Linked DNA regions of Sus scrofa: region 1 is linked to region 2. Evidence: chromatin contacts called from public HiChIP or PLAC-seq data. All regions are on one chromosome and are shown on one strand. The core of a region is the stretch at or near the end of the contact, and the rest is flanking DNA. Distances in the headings are between cores, read along the strand shown. Region 1 overlaps CAMK2D (calcium/calmodulin dependent protein kinase II delta). Region 2 overlaps CAMK2D (calcium/calmodulin dependent protein kinase II delta).

The links. HiChIP or PLAC-seq counts read pairs in DNA pulled down with a chosen protein or histone mark.
Region 1: an H3K27ac HiChIP or PLAC-seq map of skeletal muscle shows a contact between it and region 2. The contact joins two enhancer-like sites. A contact is called at or near these places in 1 of 47 Hi-C or Micro-C datasets (embryonic fibroblasts) and 1 of 2 datasets of contacts at active chromatin or transcription factors (skeletal muscle).

The regions. Positions count from the first base shown.
Region 1 is chr8:109,125,029-109,132,039 of Sscrofa11.1, forward strand. All of the region lies in intron 4 of CAMK2D (calcium/calmodulin dependent protein kinase II delta), which reads left to right. Among named protein-coding and RNA genes, the nearest start is that of CAMK2D, 210 kb to the left of the region's middle. Within about 2 kb of position 3,258, at least 6 of the 83 cell types and tissues checked have an H3K27ac peak or open chromatin away from gene starts, as enhancers often do. A contact at or near this core is called in skeletal muscle, where this site is marked.
Region 2 is chr8:108,973,759-108,981,363 of Sscrofa11.1, forward strand. All of the region lies in intron 2 of CAMK2D (calcium/calmodulin dependent protein kinase II delta), which reads left to right. Among named protein-coding and RNA genes, the nearest start is that of CAMK2D, 62 kb to the left of the region's middle. Within about 2 kb of position 3,808, at least 7 of the 83 cell types and tissues checked have an H3K27ac peak or open chromatin away from gene starts, as enhancers often do. A contact at or near this core is called in skeletal muscle, where this site is marked.

The DNA.
Region 1 (7,011 bases), core at 2,008-4,507, 150 kb after region 2:
ACTAACTAAGTCTACTAAGTCAAAAAAAAGACATGGTCTATGTTAAGACATGAGAGAGGCAAACAGTCCTGCGAACCTCCAAATACAGCTTGCACAGTCTTAAATTTCAATTTTAAGATTTCCACGAGGACTTCTAAAAGATCTTATACATGGCTCACACCTTGCTGACACTACAGAAAGACCATTTACTTTCATATTTGATATTTCCAGGATGAGAGCACTTTGTCTGTCTCACCAAGTGTCCTTGGGTATTCCGCAGGGGTTCTGGCTCATGGTAATCATATCTTGGTGAGTAGGGTGTAATGTGAACTGAATTACTCATGGAACTTTGTGAAATATGGATAGAGCCACTGTTAGCCCTGTTGGTGTTTCTGTGCCATTAGAAGCTCTTGGTGTGCGTACTTCGCTTAGAGAATGGAATAGGGCTGAATGACAGCCCTCTCTTGCCCCCTTGGCTTGTGCCTTCATGTAGAACATAAATTGCACAACCCTTGTCTGGTGGTTCTGAATAGCAAGAAATGCTGTCCTTTCTCTTTGTGTTTTATGAATAGGCAAAATATAGCACAGAACAATTTTGGCCTGATATGACCTCACACAGTTGACTAATTCAAACCAGTTGATATTATGCTTCATTCTCTATTTGACCATGCTGCCTAAAAGTGAAACAAATGATCAGTTTTCACAAATGGCTAGTGTAGAGCTGTTTTTTAGCATTTGAGATTATGGTATGGATAGTTTTTTAAAACCCTCTGGAACCCACAAAGAGGAATAGGAACTAGTAATATTTATTTAGTCTTTGTTATATTTTTCTCTTTGTTTTTTTCATTGTCATCCTTATTTTTAGACATTTTCTTTTGATTTTTAATTTTTTTAAGTTGTAAAGTACGCATAACATAAAAATTGCATAACCAGTTTTAAATGTACAGTTAAGTGGTATTAAGCACATTTACATTGTACAGCTGTCATCTCTCTCCATCTCCAGAACACTTTCATCTTGCAGAACTGGAACTTTCCAGCCACTAAGCAATAACTCCACATTCGCCTTCCTCTAGTCCTTGGCAACCACCATTCTACTTTTTCTTTCTCTAAATACCTCGTATAAGTGAAGTTGTATAGTATTTGTCTTTTTGTGACTGGCTTATTTCACTTACCGTAATGTCCTGAAGGTTCACCCATGTTGTGACATATGTTAGAATTTCCTTCCATTTTAACAGTGAATAATGCTTCACTGTCTATATATACTGCATTTTACTTATCCATTCATCTGCCAGTGAACACTTGGGTTGCTTCCATGTTTTAACTATTGTGAATAATGCTGCTCTGAACACAGGTGTACAAATAGTTTTTCGAGATCCTGCTTTAAATTCTTCTGGGTATATATCCAGAAGTAGAATTCCTGGGTCATACGGTAATTCTACTTTTAATTTTTTGAGGAACAGTCATACTGTTTTCCACAGCAGCTGTATCATTTTGCATTTCCATCAGCAGTGCACAAGTGTTCCAACTCCTCTGCATCCTCACCAATACTTTCTATTTTCTGTTTTTTCTTATAGTGGCCCTCTTAATAATGCGAATTGGTATCTCATTGTGGTTTTAATTTGTATCGAACTTTTTAAGTGCATAGCATTGCAATCAATTTTTTGCCTTCAGGAAACATTCATTTTGATAGATACATCTTTGCAAACCATTGCCTGAGCATTTAATCAGATAATCTTAGATCAAGGCATCTTATTAAACCACACCCACACACAAATATACTAAGCTTAATGGCTGATTTGCTCACTTGAGGTCTGTATAGTAACAGAACAAGAAGAATACCCCACCTTATTTCTGCTTTTGCCTTATTCCATGTGCCCTTATTTGTGGTTGACAGTGCTGTTTTCATTCATGCTTTTTCTTGGTCATCAAATAGGAAAGACAATTTTAAAAACATGAGCTTTTGATAGTGGTTCGATTTTGGGCTTGCATTGAGAAAGATGGAATGAGAAAGGAATTACAAAGTAGAGTTGGCGTGAGTTTTAGATTTGTGGGAGGATGCAGAAGGGGCATAAGTAAAATAAGTAAAATGAGGTGAAATCCGGAATGATGTTGAAGGGAGAGCATCAGCCACCAAAGATTAAACTGTAAAACAAGACTAAAGTAAGCGTTCCTTTGAGGGCATAAGGACCCTGCCACCACTCTCCACTTTCCCACTCTGCTTAATACCACAGGTGGGACAGTGCCCATGAGTACACAGTCCTGCTTCTATTATTCCCCAGTGTGCTGCCTCTCCTCCTGGCCTGACTCAGGTTTTAAGTGGAACAGTTCCAATTGCCTGTCTCAGTTTTATTATCTCAAATGCAATTCTTAGTATGATTCAGCACATCTGTCTACTCAGAAGCAATAAGAAACTCTTTGGACCTTGTATTAAAACAACTCACAGCCTTTTTGATTTCCATTATACAATTTGGAATCCATTCTGAAAATAATTTCTGAACAACCTTGCATAATCTACTACATTGGAGGTGTTATCAGATACCAGGTATTCAGCTAGAAAATAACTTACAGCTACATCGATCTTAGCTAAGTGCTAACAGCCGTGTTAACAATGAACCAAAATTGTGTTTTGAATCCTTCCATCCCTAGTTTGTATCTGCTGCCCCAATGCCCACCATTGCCAGTTTATCTGAACTGGCTGACACATCTGATTCTGCTCATGACGTGGTTACCTCGCTTGACTCATCTTAAAACTCATAATTCACCAAGAACTTTGGACATTTCTAAATATCTAGAGAAGCAAAATGTCAAATAGAAGTTAGACATATAGATGTTCTTGGTCTCTGTATTCAAATAAAAAATGAAAAAGGAAGCACATGGGTTTAGTTTGTCAAAAAACGAAATCGAAACATTGCTAGTTATCTTCCCTGGATCATGAAACATCATGCTTTTATTCCTTCTCAGTCTCTAATCCAAGTATGCCCCTTTGTAATGAATTCAACAAATACCTCTTGTGTTTGTGACTAGACATGATTAATTCACAAACTCTGTCTTATGGGAAAGATAGTATACAATCCAAAACCGATATATATATAATTTCCAGGGACAAACTGCTTGAGAGATCCCACTTCTTCTTCTTATAAAATGTAATGGTAAGTGATATGATGTCAGGAATATCAACATTATGGCATTGATATGCGATCATCCCACACATCCGACTCCCTGTGAAATATGAAACTCTGGGATCATTCGCTCAAGCATTTAATGAGCTTGTCACAGGCCCTATGAGTCAACACTTGTTATTTTACAGTGGAAAAGCAGGGACAGATTTTACCCTCCCAGAGCAGCCATACTAGTTGGAGAGACAAACATGAAACAAGTGGTTTCACAAATAAACACATAATGAGGTTGGCGATGCGTGTTATGAACAATAACACCAAGTTTTAAGGGGGTTAGGTAACTTAGACAAGTGGGGCGCCTGAGGATGTAAAGTTTAAGCCAGATTTTGAAGGGTAAGAGGGACTGACTCACCGAATAGGAAAGGTAGAGAGGATGGGAGTGTTCTGGAAGAGAGACAAGCATGTGAGACGGCCCAGGGACGGGAAGGAGCTTGTGCCCTTGAGGAACACAGCAGGAGGAGAGGGGCACCAGGGAAGGGAGGAGACAGGTGCGTCATGTGAGGATTTTGCCAGGAAAAACAGTGGGCAGGTATTTAAGAGCTTCAGGTAGGCATGAGACAGAATTCAATGTACATATAATTGCTACCTGGAGAATGGATGGCAGGGGGCAAGAGAGGAGATGGTACCAGTTAGGAGGCTGTTGCAGCAGTGCAGGTGACTGTGAGGACTTGGGCTGGTGACATTGTAATGGAGATGGAAAGAAGTCTTGATTCAAGACCTCTTTTGGAGATAAAATCAGCAAGATTTGTCTAGAGATTGATAGATAAATAGCATGAAAGGTAGTTAGGTCCCTTCCTCCCAATTCTGGCTTAAATACAGGTTAAACCATAAAACTGTGGGCTGATGCTTATGATTTCACTCACTGATTTAATCATTTAATAATTTATTCTCTCAGCAAGGATTTATTAAGCCCCTTATATATGCCAGGCACCCTGTAAGGGGCTGAAGACACAGTGTTCAATCCCAGATGTCTGTCCAAAGGGCCCTGGCCCCAGTGGTTGGCTTGATTGACTCTGTCTGCTGAAGATGCTGCTCAGAAGGCCTAATTTTTCAATTTTGTCTCCAGAGACTTGTTCCCTTCGCTCAGCAGTTCTCATCAGGGGTGCCTCGGGGGACCTTGGGGTGACAGGAATAGCGGGATTGGCACACTGACAAGGTCGTACTGCCATCCCCTAGTGTGGGGCCTGGTGCTAACAGTCTTGCCATTCAAGGGACTAGCCTATGTGGTAAAGGATTGTCTGGCCAAAAAAGCCAGTCATACTCCTGTTAATGAATGATGATCGGCTTCACTCGGATCAGCCTTCATCAGCGGTTGGTCTGACTTTAATCAGAGAATTAAAAGGGGGGTCTAAGTGGCAATGCCATTATGTCACTGTTCTTCCCAGGCTTTCCACATGATCCTTTGGGCTCCAGAGATCTTTCACCTGTCCTTCTGCTCTCCAGATTGTGGCCAAGAGGCAACTACCCAGGTAGCACAATGAGGATAAATAAACCCTTTTTCTTTCTTGTGTTGTGTGTTCTTAGGGAAAGGTCCTTAATCTCCACTACTTCAGTTTCCACATGAGTAGCATGGAAATAGCCCTAGTATCTACCTCCTGAGGAGGGCGTGTTACAACCTGTGGAGACCTGGAATGGTGCTTGGGCTTGGCACGCAGTGAGCACCCAGTGGATGTTGCTGCTGTTGTTCAAGAGCATGGAAGGCCATGTGCTGACCACCATGCGGGTAGCACAGACGAATACGTCACCGATTTGGCCTCTGCCCTGGAGATCGCTAGAGGGCATATCAGTCACCCAAGTGCAATGCCGCCTCTGAAATGTTTTTGCACAAAAATCTGACTGTGGGGATTCTTTGCTAATGTGACTCCTGCCATCTCTGTTTAGAGCCTTGAATTTCTGGCCTGGTTAGCCTCTGCTCATTGGGCTTGTTCTTCAGCTTTATACTGAGAGTTTGGGGGAAGGGGGCACATTCTTCCCTTTTCTAGGAGATACTCCAGCCTGCTTTCCAGAGATTGCCCCCTCACTGTGAGTTAGCTGGGCCCTGCTCTGGGTTCCTGTTTTCCAGCGTGGCTACAGCCTGAGGTTCCTGAGTTTTGCCCTGCCACCCAGGCTCTGGCCTAATCTCTGCATCACTGCTGGTTTGGGGGTTAATGTGGCCCCATTTTCTCTTCCAGAGCCCAGTCTTGGATTTCCTGGACTCCAGCAGCAGCTCAGTGTTGTAGGCAAGGCTCTGATCCTCATGAACTATCATAAAGGTTTTATTCAAGATGAAACTACTTTCAGCCATTTCCAAAATAACGCACAAATATGTATTAGGAGCAGAAATAATTCATTCTTGCTGGATAACACAGTGTGAATCAGCATCCCCATAAATAGCAACATCAACAACAAAAATACTTCTTTTTGATATGTAGAGTCTCTTCTTTTCATAGTGCTAGAATTATCTCTATTTTTCCTGTAAGCCCTAATGTTCTAGAAGTTCGTAAATGATAATTTATGCTTCAGATATATAATTGATATGCCTCATGTCATAGATCCTTAACATCAGTTTATTCACAAAATCTCAATTAAGTTTACATATGAGACTGATTTACTTTGTGATCCTGTATGAAACTTCACATAGCACACTAGAAATTTTCAAAAATCTGTAATAACTACTGCTTAATTTTGTGCTCCATTAAACGATAAGTATAAAAATGTGTTAAAGTTAGAAAATTCAAGAGTTTCTCTTTAAAGCAGTGCGTTCTATTAGAATTACATTTTTTTCTTCTTAAACATTTATCATACATACTGCAAAAATGATAATGATAAAAAATGATATTATTTAAAAATATTCTTTCTTTGCACAAGAATATTTTTAAATAATGAGAAAAATGAATGCTAGAAAATGAGAAAGAAGTACTTTCAGAGACAGTTGACTGCATAATCTAAAACTCAGCATAAAACTCTGTACCCCTTAAATTTGTTGAATAGTTATAAATGACTTTTCAATATTAAATGCACAACCTTAAGTAATAAAACTTATTGTCATGTATAGCTCAATTTTAGTGTTGTCTTTTTCCTTTTAAAGCACATGTAAAGTCTAGACTTGTAATACATGAGTAGCATGATTTTCTAACTTGGTTAATTTATTTAATCATTACTTCAGTACTCATTCATTGAACAAGTATTATGTCTTAGTTGCTGGCTTAGGTGCTAAGGTAACAAAGATCAGTAAGTCCTGATCCCAGGGATTTAGGATCTGACAGTCCTCATGAAGTATATAATATATTTAAAGACCAACTATGTGCAGCAACAATTGTGTTAATGAAAATAGGCTTTTTAATCAATATTTGTTAAACATTTTAGCAATCCAAAATTGTTTGTAATATATACAGATTTTCTAGGTCCCTCTGGTCAGAAACAGATAAATACAAATATATCACATCTACACTGGTTACATTCAACGGAAGAAATCCTGTAAAACTATTGTCATCATTATAGAGATAATAATGGATTTGTTGGAAGTGCTTTCTGTCTAATATTTAATTATTAGTATGTTTTATAGTTTGTCTAGAGCATCTTGTGTGATTGCATTATCATCATAGATTCTAGTTGGGAGAAAAACCTAGCTGTGCCAGTAAATGAGATTGATTACATGTGCATGTAACCATAGTTTTCATAGCAAGCCTATATGAAGCTTTAAATGATCATTTTAGATGTTTAATTTATATGTAAAACTAATAGAACTAAAAATAGTAACTTCAACATTAAAGGACTTACACATATCCAAAATGCAATAGAGACAGGGCACAATCACATAAACTTTCGGACAAGTTTACAGTCTTCAGTATCAATCACATCTTTTCATTTAGAAAGG
Region 2 (7,605 bases), core at 2,558-5,057:
ACATAAAGTGCTTGAGAGGATGTTCAGCTCTGGTTTAATAGCACTAAATCAATCCTTGATAAAAGGTAGCTTCTCTCTATAAAATGCATCCCTAAAATAAGCTATTTTGCATGGAAAAAAAAAATATGTGGTTCAGTACAACTATTGGAAAAGCATTTTACCCTCTCTTAATGTCTTACCAGTTAACTAGCATCTTCTTTATTTGGGCATTAAATTGGACAGTGTTTCAAAAATAACAGTTTTATCTCTTTAGCCTTGATCTTGACATGAGATGTACTGCCTGTGTCTAGTCACTTCTTGTCCCTGATCCCCAGCACAGGCAGGAGTGATCTGCTGTGACACAGGACTGCATGGCTCTTCCTGACAGCTCTGCCGGTGCTGCTTTTCTCTGAGAATGCTTTGCTCGGAGACTGATAGAATGGTTTTCTTTAAATTTTTGACAGTTCTTTGTTACCTGTTTTTAATGTGTTGGGGAGGCTTACTAGGAAGATTAATATAAGTCCCATCTGCCATCATTTTGAAAGAAAATTCAGCCTCTAGCTTACATAGGTCTATAGAGGAAACAAAAACTACTACTGAGTAATCTCTCAGAAGCACACCTTTGTTAGAGCTTTCTATTTTGAAATAATTCTACATTTACCAAAGAGTTGCAGAGATAGCACAGAATGTTGTCACTTAGTTCAAAGCTAAAACTTTTTTTTTTTTTTTTCCTCCCGGCTTTTCAGGGCCACACCTGTGGTATGTGGAAGTTGCCAGGCTAAGGGTAGAATCAGAGCTGCAGCTGCCGGCCTACACCACAGCAACACCAGATGTGGGCCTCATGTGTGACTTACACAGCAGCTCACAGCAACACGAGATCCTTAACCCATTAAGCGAGGCCAGGGATCGAACCCGCATCCTCATGGATACTAGTCGGGTTTGTAACCCATTGAGCCACAACAGGAACTCTCAAGCTAAAACTTATAAAGGCAGAATAGCTTAAAATGTCTTCTACTCTAAGTCCAGATATAGGCTACCTTTTAAAGGTGCAAAGCTAGAATCTGGCTACCTTTTAAACAAACTGTCCTTCAGGTGGTTAAGGGTCTACAGGTGGTGGTAGGGTGGAGAAGGCAGCTGGGCACCTGCAAAGAGCAGGAAGGAGAGGAGTTGAAGCATCTGAACAAGCTTTTGAAGTAGGGAGTATTAGGCTCCATCCACCCCATTTTAAGGAGGGAGAGGTATTTCTGGAACTTGCCCTACCTCTAATCAAACACAATGTGGTAGCAGTAAGTGAATGCCAGAGAATCTGTTCAACATTTTTTGTTTTACCTGCTGTGGTTTGTTTGACACCTACTCTAACTTTTAGTCTTATTTTCTTGAGGCAACTTATTCTTATGCGACATAAACTTGCAGTGCTGTAAAAGACTCCATGATAACACTTTCTTGCTCATTTAATTTCAGTGCCTTATTCTACACTGACAAATTTAATCTGCTTTTTAGTGGAAAGATTCTTAACCTGGGGAAAATGAACTTTTATGGATCCACTGTGAGCTTTATAATATGTATGAAAATTGTGTTTTTCTGAGAAGAGGAACTATAGATTTTATGAGATTTTCCACAAGTATGTATTACTTGTGCTCTCTCCCTCCTTTCTCAAATTAGTAACTCTTCTGCTCCAGTGTGAGAAAGATGGAATAGAAAATGTCAAGTAAATGAAGCTGACATTCCGGTGCTGATGGAATTTTAAATGTATCTTTATTCTCTATCAGCTTATGTTGGAAGATATGTTTCTATTAAGAGTAAAACTTAGTTGTGTACTTGCTTTAAATAAAGTTAATTTAGGTTAACAAAGTTGAAATGCTGGTAGTATAGTTTATTTTTTACAATTACTAAAATGTACCAGAATATCCCAGTACATTCAAATAGCTTATAACCATTAAATTTCAATAGGCACAAAGAAAAACAATGCAGATTATGTTACTTTCATGCTAGAAATGTTAAAGACAAAATGGGAAGCTTGTTAGATTATTGGGAGAAACCGATGGAAATGCTAATCTTGTATATTTATAGAAGATACTTCATTTTAGTATCCCTCTGACTCCTAGATAAACACTGCAGAGAAAACAGGCCCTATTTTATCTCTTTAGGGACACTACTGTATTACTAAGGCTCTTTTTTTGGCAGTTATATTTTCTGGAGAATCATAAAATTTGATTGTGTAAAAGCAAGAAAAAATAGCTCCTCAACTACTTGGTTGAAATTTCAGAAAGCATCATTTTACCACATGACGCACCTGGTCATTTAAAGAAAAAACGATGTTAAAAGAAATAGAAAGCTGCACCTGTGGCAGAAATTTGAAATGTATTTTCAGAAATATATCTTTGAAGTATACCTTACATTTTATGCCTTTCATAAAATAGAATCATCAGTTTATCATGAGAGGGTGTGCACTTCTTGTCCAGTTGTGGTAGAGTTATTCTATTGCATTCCAAATTAATTTAACCTTAATTTAACCTTAATTAAATAAGGTTACAGGGTATTTAAAGAAAGAAAAATATTTTTAAAAGTCTGAGTTATTTCAACTTTAAAAAAATTGATTTTAAAGAATCTGTAGTGCATTGAAAAAGTTCTCACAAATTTGGTGACCAATTAAGACCTAATTTCTCCTCTTTAATTCTACCGTAGCATTTTCTCTAGACCACTGACACTTCACATTGTTACTGTATCACCTGTCTGTATCCCCCACTAACCTCTGGGCTACTTAAGGGCAAAAATTGACTACTATTATATATTCCCATATTTAGTACAAATCAGTCTGTATTCTCAATGGCTAGAGCTCGGTAAATGTTGTGTCAGTGAACAAGTTCGAAGTTACTAAAACATCATCCTCTGTATGCTTTAGCTATGCTATCCAATGTGGCAGCCACAGCTCTTTGTAGCTAGTAAGCACTTGAAATATGGCTGGTCTGAATTGAAACTTGATATAAATCTAAAATACACACTGGATTTCAAAGACGCAGTATGTAAAATAGCTCTTTGATAGCTTTATATTGATTCCATGTTGAAATAATATTTTAATATTTTTGATTAAATAAAACATTAAACATTGAATCTACCTATTTCTTTTTGCTTTTTTAATGTGGCTGCTATGCAATTTAACATTACGTATGTGGTTTGCATTTGCGGCTTGTATTAAATTGCCATTCGGCATTAATCTTCTGAGGCAAAAGTTGGTAATTTGGGCCATTTCTGGCCTATTTTTATATGGCCAGTGCGTCACGTTTGTTTATCCCCGTTCTAAGGAAGTTAGCAGTACATAGAACTCACAGTTCTTAGCTTTCAGTAGCTTGTAGAGCTTAGGGGAAATACCATTTTAAATGTTAGGTAACACAGTTGAAGTTTTATTAAGTGCTAGTGCTCTGTGTTCAGGGACTCTCTGACCTAGACGTGGACTTGAGGGGAAGCATAAAGGATAGACGATTTGGGCAGGAAGAGTGGTGGCCATGGTGATGTGCTTCCCAGGTCACCCTTCAAAGAAGTCCTTGTGTCTCAGCTACTGGGAATGTTATCAGCCCCTTCAGGGACTGGCTTTGCAGAGAGCCAACTCGCCAAAGGTCCCACCCTGCCCCGGAGTGGCCGATATCCAGTAAGTGATGAGGATGGAATAGAAAGTCCTCACCATTTTTCAGCAAACCCAGGACAACTCCGAAGGGCCTTTGTAGCCACAGAGCTCTTCTAAGTGTTGGCTGAGGTTGCCTTGGCTCTGTCAAAGCTCAGCCTCTCCCTCTACCCAGTCTTTATCCTCCCCTTCCCCCTCCCCTCTCCTTAGCATTCTCTGCTCAGTATTTGGCATACTCACCTCCATCTCAGTCAGCTAACCAGTGAGTCCAACCTGCTTCAGGCAAAAAGGTGAATAGTATTCTACTTGTTGAGGGTTGTGGAAACAGAAGAGCAGAGGCAAGAATAAATAAAAGCTCTGTTTGGGGATAGTGAAATTAATTACCTGGATAGTGTAGACTGTTTCTGTTTGAAATGATAGGTTATAAGCTTGCCAAAAGGGCTTTTCCCTAGGGAGGATAGGAAGCTTTTTTGAGCAGGGATGTAACATGAAGAAAACAGTGCTTTAGGGGAATTAGTGGAGTCAAGAGAAGTGCAGATAATTTTTCTTTAGTAACTTTGTTTCCTATTATCTGTTTCTCTGCTAACTTTTCATCAGTGCTTGATTTTGTGGGTTATCAGTAAGTGGTGACTGAATACATACATAGTTTAACTAAAACCTTATTAGAGATTTAAGAACTTGAAATTATTCTGGCAATCTGTTCTTTTGGATCTTTTCTGAAGGCTGGATCAGATTCCCTGCCTTTAGTCTATTCCTGAAGAGGGTAGGAAGAGTGCCCTTCTAGAGTGTCCTGGGCTCATCCCAAGGCTGCCTGGCATTTTACCTGCTCCAGTTTTTCCAAATACTAGCTGACACAGCTGAACCTACTCTTGCCAGCTGAGTTTGCTACGACCATTTTCCTCTCTTCTACAGGGACAGGTAGATAGCACAGTTTACCTGGGACCTCTGGTGTTCCCTTTACAGTTTTATACCTCTCTGGTTTGGAAGGGAGTGTTTTTATTTTTGTTACTGTTTATTGATTTGAAGGGGTTGGCTATTTAATGTCATTATTTGGAGCTAAGAAGGTGAAGCCTTTGTTACCAGAGCTGGGAAGTGTGGCCCAAGCCATTAGGCTTTGGAATTAATGCAAGCAGAGCTGGTACCAGTGACTCCTCTGCGATTGAAATAGCTTACTCTCTTACCAGGGTTACAGCTCTAAGAACCAGCAGGAAAAAGAAATATTATATTCTGTATATGGCAATTTTCTTAACCAAGGGATTTATCCTCCCTTGGCCTTTATCATGAATTGGTGGAATTTACTTAAACTTCATTGACAAACGCAAAGATGGGCAGCCTACAATTATGAGCTTATTAAAAATAACCCTTTGACAGGGCAGTGAAATGGCTGCCTGTTTAATGTTGGCAGAATTTCTTAGGGTTTTTATAAAAAGAAGCCTCAATTTTGGCTGTCTTTGGTCAGTACCTCTGAAGTAAGTTCAGTTTCAGTTGCTCATTAAATATTATATGCTTGTGTTTCCACAGAAATAATTTTGTAAAATTTGATATTCAGAAAATACCAGATGGAGATATTATGGACAAGCAGGAATGTGGGATGCTTAAGTACATAGTCATTTGAAATGAAATAAACAAATAGTGGAAGCAGCTTTTTAGCATGACTCATAATTCTCCAGCAGCATTTGCATTATAAGACTGTCTAGTAGTTTTCTTAAAAGGACGACTGTCTCTTGTCCATAAATTTGTTTCTAAACGTTGATGCCTTTGGCTTATCAAAACACAAGTTGAGACGTGTCTATTTTAATGAATGTAGATGCACAGGAATGAGTTTCTTAATTTAAATTTGTATCAGAACAATTTGGTCTCTGTATTCAGAATATTTCATGTATACTCACTATATAGCTAAGTTGGAGTTCCCAAAGTATGGTTTGTTTTATATAGGGCTAATTCTTTTATTTCCCATAGATCTTAGCATCTTTGTTGTGGATGGGAATAGGATAATTGTGGATTATGTAAATCCCTTTTTAGGCACGAGGGAGATTGGATGGGGTGGGGCTGAATGGGAGGGAGAAGGAGTGTTGTCCTGTCACCTGTCTCTACAGCTTATAGACTGATGACAGGTCTGGGGTAACTGTTTGATAACCTTAGATTCTCTCCTTGAGTATCCACAACATACTATTAAAAGGTATCTATACTACTTAAATGTCCATGTTTTTCTGAGAATATGTTGACTGAAATGTAAAACCTTGGTAGCGAAAGTATGTGAGTGGCGTTGTGGATAATGGAATAAGACAAGGATATCAGATAAGCAAAATAAAAAGGGCATTTTCCATGTTGGTTTTTACATTAATTTCATGGCATGTAAGAGAGAGTGCTTACCTCCACCATTTGCCAGAAAATGTCTTCTGTGCCTCTGGTCTGGTTAGGCTGGTTCCTCAGTCAATCTCCTGTAACTACAGTAGGAGAAGCACAGGATCGATCACATCATATTAGTTCTTAGTTGCTGGACTGCCTATATTCCCATTCTTATTAGATTAATGTAACCTTTAAGACTTTAAAAGTATACCACTACTTCTTAGAGACAGTTTGTAATTGAAATATAATTATCTAACTGAAGTATAGATCGAGCCATTGACTCAGCAAACATACTTCTAGAATGACAAAAATCACTGAAGTGAACATGTTCACGTATTAAATGTTTTCTAAGCATTGTTTGATAATAGTAAGAACTGGACACATCTCCATGTCTATCACTTGGAGACTAATTTAATAGATTATGGTGCAAGGGCATTCCGATTATTGACTGCTGTATTAAAAACCTGATGTAAACATACATGGAAATGTGTACATGACATATCATTAGATGAAAGGAAAGCAAATTATAGATTTAGTGTGATCTTATTTATGTAAATAAAAATGTCTGGGCATATGGTTTTATTTCCTGATACAAAATATGTCTGGAAGGACATGCAGATAGTGATACTTTTGGAGAATAAGATTGAGGGAGCCAGAGGTGAAGAAGACAGGATTTTTGTCTTTTTTCTTTTTCATACTGTTTGACTCATTTTAGCAGTAAATACATTCGTGAAATATTTTAAATTGAAACCACTGGTAGAAAAATTAAAAATGTGTACAATAATAATGGTGATGGTGCTATTATTTATTAAGGGTTTACAGTGGGCTAGGCATTATTGTACATATATGGCATATTTACTCGCTAAATTATCACAGAAATCCTACCAGGTAGCTCTGTGGTAATTCTGTTTTATAGATGATGAATCTGAGGCCCAGAGATCTGTGGTTACATGACCAAGTCAGTATATTAGGAAAGAGTCAAATAAAGGCATTGTGTATGGGTATTGGATGAATGTTGCCATTTATAAATGATCTTCCCATTGTGACCTCGAAGACAACTTGCTAGTTTTGTGAGCAGGAAGTAAAAGGAAGGTGGATTCTTTAACCCTATGATTTCTTCAGTGGTTCTTAAGAGTTTAATTCAAGGAGAAAATGGGATATTTGGTAAATTCAAAAGGCTTCTATTTGAGGGAGTCATTTCCAGGGGGAAAAAAAAAACAGCTATGCTTTGGAATTTTTTGTAGGTATTTCAACACAGAGAGGTATTATGTGAGTCATTTCTCATAATAATTTGCCTAGTAGAGTTAGAAAGAACCCTTCTCACATTTTCCGAGATTATTGGTGCACTGAGAGATGCTAACAAGTGATTTTCTCTCTTGCAATAGTTATGCAAGTACAAAAAGAAAAATAGCCTACTAGGCCAGGGCTTTGAATGCACTGCATGTAGCACTGTGATCTTTCATACAACAGGTATTTATTATGTACCTCAGAAATCTACAACTAATATATTTTTACAACCAAATTCAAACTCCTCTGACCCTCAATATCCTCCATAATCTCTTCCCCTTTTATCTGTTAACTTCTTCCCTTAACTGTTCTCCAGTAAACTCCTTCAGCATCATCTGGCCTTTTCAGGCCAACTTCTTCATCACTGCCCT